2 separate regions of the Mus musculus genome follow, and region 2 is linked to region 1. Evidence: chromatin contacts called from public promoter capture Hi-C data. All regions are on one chromosome and are shown on one strand. The core of a region is the stretch at or near the end of the contact, and the rest is flanking DNA. Distances in the headings are between cores, read along the strand shown.

The links. Capture Hi-C pulls out chosen DNA fragments and counts their contacts.
Region 2: a contact with region 1 is called in a promoter capture Hi-C map of adipose tissue. The contact joins the promoter of Mtdh here to the promoter of Cpq in region 1. A contact is called at or near these places in 1 of 115 datasets of contacts at active chromatin or transcription factors (astrocytes) and 1 of 9 other capture datasets (adipose tissue).

What each region holds. Positions count from the first base shown.
Region 1 is chr15:33,081,555-33,084,399 of GRCm38.p6, forward strand. It overlaps Cpq (carboxypeptidase Q), which reads left to right and starts at 1,575. Exons shown (of 8, transcript NM_176073.4): 1 at 1,575-1,768.
Region 2 is chr15:34,081,325-34,084,230 of GRCm38.p6, forward strand. It overlaps Mtdh (metadherin), which reads left to right and starts at 1,395. Exons shown (of 12, transcript NM_026002.5): 1 at 1,395-2,089. The coding sequence starts at 1,712. It overlaps Gm41291, which reads right to left and starts at 1,902. Exons shown (of 1, transcript XM_011245387.3): 1 at 418-1,902. The coding sequence starts at 1,683. The coding sequence ends at 1,150.

The DNA.
Region 1 (2,845 bases), core at 325-2,824:
CATTGGGCACGGCATGAGCACGGCACTGCCATCTAAGCTATACTTAGAGAGACAGTCTATGGGCCGTCTTTACAGGTGCACGATGAGCTAAACACAGAAGTCGAGTGTAAGCAGCTAGAAGCGTCAAAAAGGTGATATTTCACTTGTTGCAAACCTGTAGGTTTGTTTTTCCACAAAACTAGAGTCTGTCATTTTATAGCTTTTCAGTTACCTTTGCTAGATTATTAATTTCATTTTACAAAATTAGCCTGTTGTAGGAGATTGGAAATAATCCAACCTATTCTTCATCAAAGATAGTTTCAGAGAAATGTAAATCATTGGGACTAGATATGACTCCCCAGGGACCATTTGTGGAAAGGCCAGCTAGGACCATGTTGAAAAGACCCTTGAATACCTCACAGAAGTGATATTTTGTGAAAGGCAACGCGACTAGTCAAAGTTTAGAGGGATTGTTATATTGTACATAGGTGAAAGGACTCAAAATGATTTTCTTTGTATATGCTTAATTTTTTCTTTCCTGTTTTTTAAGTATGTGAGTTTTCTTTTTCTTAGCATCTACCTATGTAGCCCAGGTTAGCCTGAAACTCAAAATATCCCTGCCTCTATTTTCTGTGTTTTGAGATAACACATACATGGATCAGCATGCCTAAGTTTTTCCTTGGTTTTGTGTGTGTGTATGTCTGTGTGTGTGTGTGTGTTTTAAGAGGAGAGACAGGAACTGGAAAGTATTTTACAAAGATAACTTTGATAAGAGTCTGGCTAAGTAAAGAAATTTGGACTTATCAAAACATAAAACATTAAAAACATGTGCACATGTTGCAGTTTGGACTTTATGCAGGTCCCCAAACTACTGAAGTCATGCAGTGACTTGATGTGTCAGGGTATACTGGTTCACAAGGGGGTCCTTCCTTTTCTCAGAGGAGAAGGGGGCAGAGGATAAAACAGGGGCTGTGGGAAGGGGGAGCTGAAAGCAGAGGGGCTACTGTGATCAGGATGTAAAGTGAATGAATGAATAGATAGATAGATAGATAGATAGATAGACAGATAGATAAATGGGCCAAAAATATGCGCACATGTACTACAAGAGTAGTATAGCATTGCTCTTTCCCTGATACAATGCCTAGACTGAAAATGACTTTCTGATCTCCTAGTTTTAGATCATGACCCCTGCCTTCATGATCACCTCCTTTCTTACAGTCTTTCAACTATTAAGGAAGGGAGAAAATAACCTGGTGCTTCATTTTGTTTTTGAGACAGGGTCTCATTTATTCTGTAGCCCTTGCTAAGCCTCAAAGTCCTGGGCCATCTTCCCGCATATCCATCCTCCCTAGCTACTGGGTGATTGATAACATGAACAAAATAACTGTTGAGTTGCTTTTGTTGGGAAGGAGTTTGACGGTTCCAACAAAGTCTCTTGAAGCCAGGCCTTGGGGACCCTACTTGCCTTAAGTCAGGCTCAAGGAGACCTTTCAGGGTCGGGTCCAGCCAGCCACAGTCTCAGTTAAAGCCCAGGCCTCGGGCCTGGCTGACGGTTGCACCTTTGTCTCCGCCCACCGGCCAGGGAGGGCTCCACAGCTGTCCTGGCACACAAAGAAGCCAGGCCTGCAGACTACTGGGGCTCCGGGCTGTTCCTGAGGCCTCTGGAGGCCCGCCCTGTGGCTCCAGTGCGCTCTGAGGACCTTCCTGGTCCCGCCCCCGAACGTGCCTGTGGTCTGCAGGCCTCACCGGGTGTTGTGGCCGCTGCTGCTCCGCAGAGCCTCGTGATCAGGTGAGTGCCCCCCAGGCTGTGGGTGACCAGCTGCTCCCCAGAGGCGGGAGGGTGGGCTGAGGTCAGCCGGCCTGGCTGCCAGAGAGCTTCCTGATCGGGCTGGAGTGCCCTTGCATAGGACGAGACTGCCTGCAGTTACACTGAAACCCAGAGGCAGAGACCAAAATTGCTGGTGCCTGTCTCTTCTTCAAGGTCTCTTGCACCGTCCCTGGACTGCCTAGGAGCTTCCTTCAAGGCCCTATCTGGAATTTTCCCTAGTCAACTGACTTGCAAGAGGCTTTACCAGGACGGGGTGGGAGAGCTTTGGTGGTTTCTTTCACTTTCTACCTAGTTCTGTTCTTTCATTTCTGATATGAAAGGCCCCATTTTCGAGTTGTCAGCGTCTGACTTGTCATACATAGTCGTACTCAATATCCAATAATTGACTGTGAAGTAGAACTGAATGAATGAAGTGGACAAATGCGTAGGAAATGCAGCAGAATGAGCAAAATATATGAATGGCACAGTGAATATGAAATGGAGACATCAGACACACAGGCTTTCGCCTCTGTTTTCTCAGAGTTAAGTGTTTTGCAATCTCTGTGGTTAATCAAGAGGAGTTTGATTCTTTGTAGTTGTTAGTTACTAGACTCCTGCACCTTATTATCTCCATTGGTTGGATTAAATATATTTTGCCTAAAACAAAATAACCTGAACTCTTGCTTGCTTGTGCTTTATTCTCCCCACTTTTGGTTTGAGCCAGCGTTGTTACCAAAATATATAATGTATTTACAAGGTACAAAGGTACATCTCAAAGCAGAACCATGTCGCTGACTTGTATTTAAATCCAGACACTTCTCATGAATCTAAGACTGGACAATGTCTATTTTCCTTAGACAAGGGTTGGTTTAGTTGCAGGTGAATGAAGAAAACAAAATATGTCACAGTGAGGAAAGTAATTTGTGTGCATGACACATAAAGAGTGCTTTAATACAGTTGATCACTGCTGTAGTTTTGCTTCCTAGACCCCAAGTTCCACAACCCCCCCCCCCCATAAAACCAAAATCAATGACTTTGAATTGTCACTTGATCTCTTTA
Region 2 (2,906 bases), core at 145-2,644, 1.0 Mb after region 1:
TGACAAGTATGTCCCTGATACCAAATACAGCAAGTGGAAAAAAAAAAAAAAAAAAAAAACTACAAGATGACCTGATCTTACTAAATCATTTACTTGCTAGACTGTCAAAGGGACTAGTATGCTAACCTACAATTTCTGTAATTCTCTAATTCATAAATCCACAGGTGATGATCTAAAACGATCAGTAGAACTTCTTAGAAAAACTATGACCAACCCAAATAGGTGGGGTTATAAATCTTATTCCAAAAATATGAATGGAATTTGTTAATTTTAGAGGTCATGCAGATCTCATTTTAAGGTTCTGGCCTTTATAACTTAGCCCTTAATTATAAGTCTGCAAAAAAGCTTAGCAAGAGTAGCTTATTACGTATAAAACTCTATTCCACCCATTAATCACAAGACTCATTACAATACTGATGGGTCAAAATACATGAATAGGTTTTTAGTTTGTATTTACTTCAGCTGCTTACATGCTAATTAACATTTAATTATAGACACTGTTTCCTTACCGCAAAGTCAAAATACAAATAGTAGGGTAGTCCTCAAGCATTTTTAAAATTAAGAAGGGAAGAAGCGCCTCAGCTCTTTATTTTTGGTGCTAGGAATCGACGCCAGAGCCTTGCATATGTTCAGTAAGCATGTTCTATTGCTGAGCGACATTCCCCAACCCACCTAGTTTCCTTCTAATGCTACATTTGACTGTTGGACAACACAAGCATTCAAAAATTGCAATTCTTTTGGGGTTGTATAAAAGCTTAAAATAATATGCTTCTCTTGCATATAAATACAGTCTAAGGGCTTCCTCTCAATATTTCCTATTAAGGCTACAAATCAGTAGAAAAATAATAGTGCCTCCCACGGGTTTGCCGACTTTTTAAATCTGGAGCCTGACAACAGACAGCAGGAGTGAACGACAGAACAGACGCAAACGTTGGCAAACGTTAATATGCTAGTCCGCCCCGAAGAAATACTCGGATGTGAATTACACGTGCTCGCTGCCTCAGAGTCCACCGAGCTCCCTCTGGAAGCATCCAACTGGCCCCTGACCTAGGGAGAAAAAGCCGGTCCACTGCACCACCACTGCAGGAAAGAGAGCGGAAAGCCTGCTCATACTCCGATGGGTTTGGCCGCCTTGCTCGTGCGCAGGCCTCACACCTGAATCCCTCTCAGCATCCAGAAAGCCCGAGCCTGAAGGAGTTCCACCGTCAGATTTCTAGCTCCCGCTTCGCAAGCTCCGAGTCGCCCCAAGCCTCCAAACCCACACAGCTCAAGGAGACCCCACTCCAAGACTAGAGTCCGCCCGGCCCCGCCCATCGCCCCATGTGACGCATGCCCCGCCCACAGCCTCCACGTGACCCGACCGGCCTCCGCGCGCAGCGTGGATCGCGGCCGGAGCCGCCATTGTTCCGCCGGGGGAGGACAGCGGGTCCTGGCGCTGGCGCCCCGACGCCGCTTAGCGGCCGCCTCTGGAGACACTCTGTCCCCGCCGCCCCGTGTCCTCCTGGTGGCGGCGGCGTGAGGCCGGCTGCGGAGACTGGGAACCTTTGGCTCTCCCCGTGGCGGCGGCGGCCCTCTATCCCCTACTCCGGCGTGAGGGTTGGCCGCGATGCGCTCGGCCTGAGGTGTCGCGGCCCTGTCGCCTCCCACGACTGTTCCAGCGGCGGCTCCGCTCCCCGGCGTCATCCCGCGAGTCTCTCTGACGGGAGGGAAGATGGCTGCACGAAGCTGGCAGGACGAGCTGGCCCAGCAGGCCGAGGAGGGCTCTGCCCGGCTGCGGGAGTTGCTCTCGGTCGGCCTAGGTTTTCTGCGCACGGAGTTGGGCCTCGACCTGGGGCTAGAGCCGAAGCGGTACCCGGGCTGGGTGATCCTGGTGGGCACCGGCGCTCTCGGGCTGCTCCTGCTCTTCCTTCTAGGTTACGGCTGGGCCGCGGCTTGCGCCGGCGCCCGCAAGAAGCGAAGGAGCCCGCCCCGCAAACGGGAGGAGGCGGCCCCGCCGACTCCGGCCCCCGACGACCTAGCCCAGCTGAAGAATCTCAGAAGCGAGGAGCAAAAGAAGAAGAACCGGAAGAAGCTTCCTGAAAAGCCCAAAGTGAGTAGTGGCGAGGAGCCCGGTGGTCAAGGGAAGCGAGAGCTCAGGTCGAGGTGGTAGGTGAACACGTTCCTTGAGAAGGGGGAAGTCGGAAAGTGTAAGAACCAGTAGGAAAGTCGCGTTTTCCTGAATGGAAATTAACTCCAGGGGTAGGTATAAATAAAAGTGACCAAACTTACAGCCATCATATGAGAACCTTGGTTTCCCCAAAAGCAGATCCTTCCTAGAGGCCTGTGAAAGAAAGTAGGCTGCATGTGGAGGTTAATGGGACCTTACAGTGACGTTGGGAAGTTCTGAAAAGACTGCCCGGTAGAGAGAGATGTCTATCTCAAGCCACGTTGAGACCTGAGACCGTCACGGAAGATAGGGGTGACCTAAAAACTGGCTTAAAGAGGATTACAGGTGTTCAGATCAAGCCATACTCATCTTAGTTGGAAATGTTAAAGGGAAATGGTTACCCTGTCTTATCCTGGTGAGTGTGGCCATTGGGTTGCTGGTACAGGAACTGGGCAAAAGGGAGCTGGCGATCTAATACGCCTTCGGGATATATGGCCCCGAGAAAAACATAAGGCAAGTACAGCAAAGTAGTCTATAGTACAGTCAAAGGATGTGGAAGACTTTTTTGTTTTTTAATAAAGCATAAAGAGGTGACAGATTAAAATGCTGAAGAAGGTTGAGAGGAGATTTCAAGCCGCAGTTTGCTGGACCACATGTGGAAATGCGAAAGCTATTCCATTTTTGTTAGGCCTTAGTGTTTTACTTCTGTATCCTGTGTTGTGATTTCTCTGTAATATTTTGTTCTGTGTATATTTGTTGG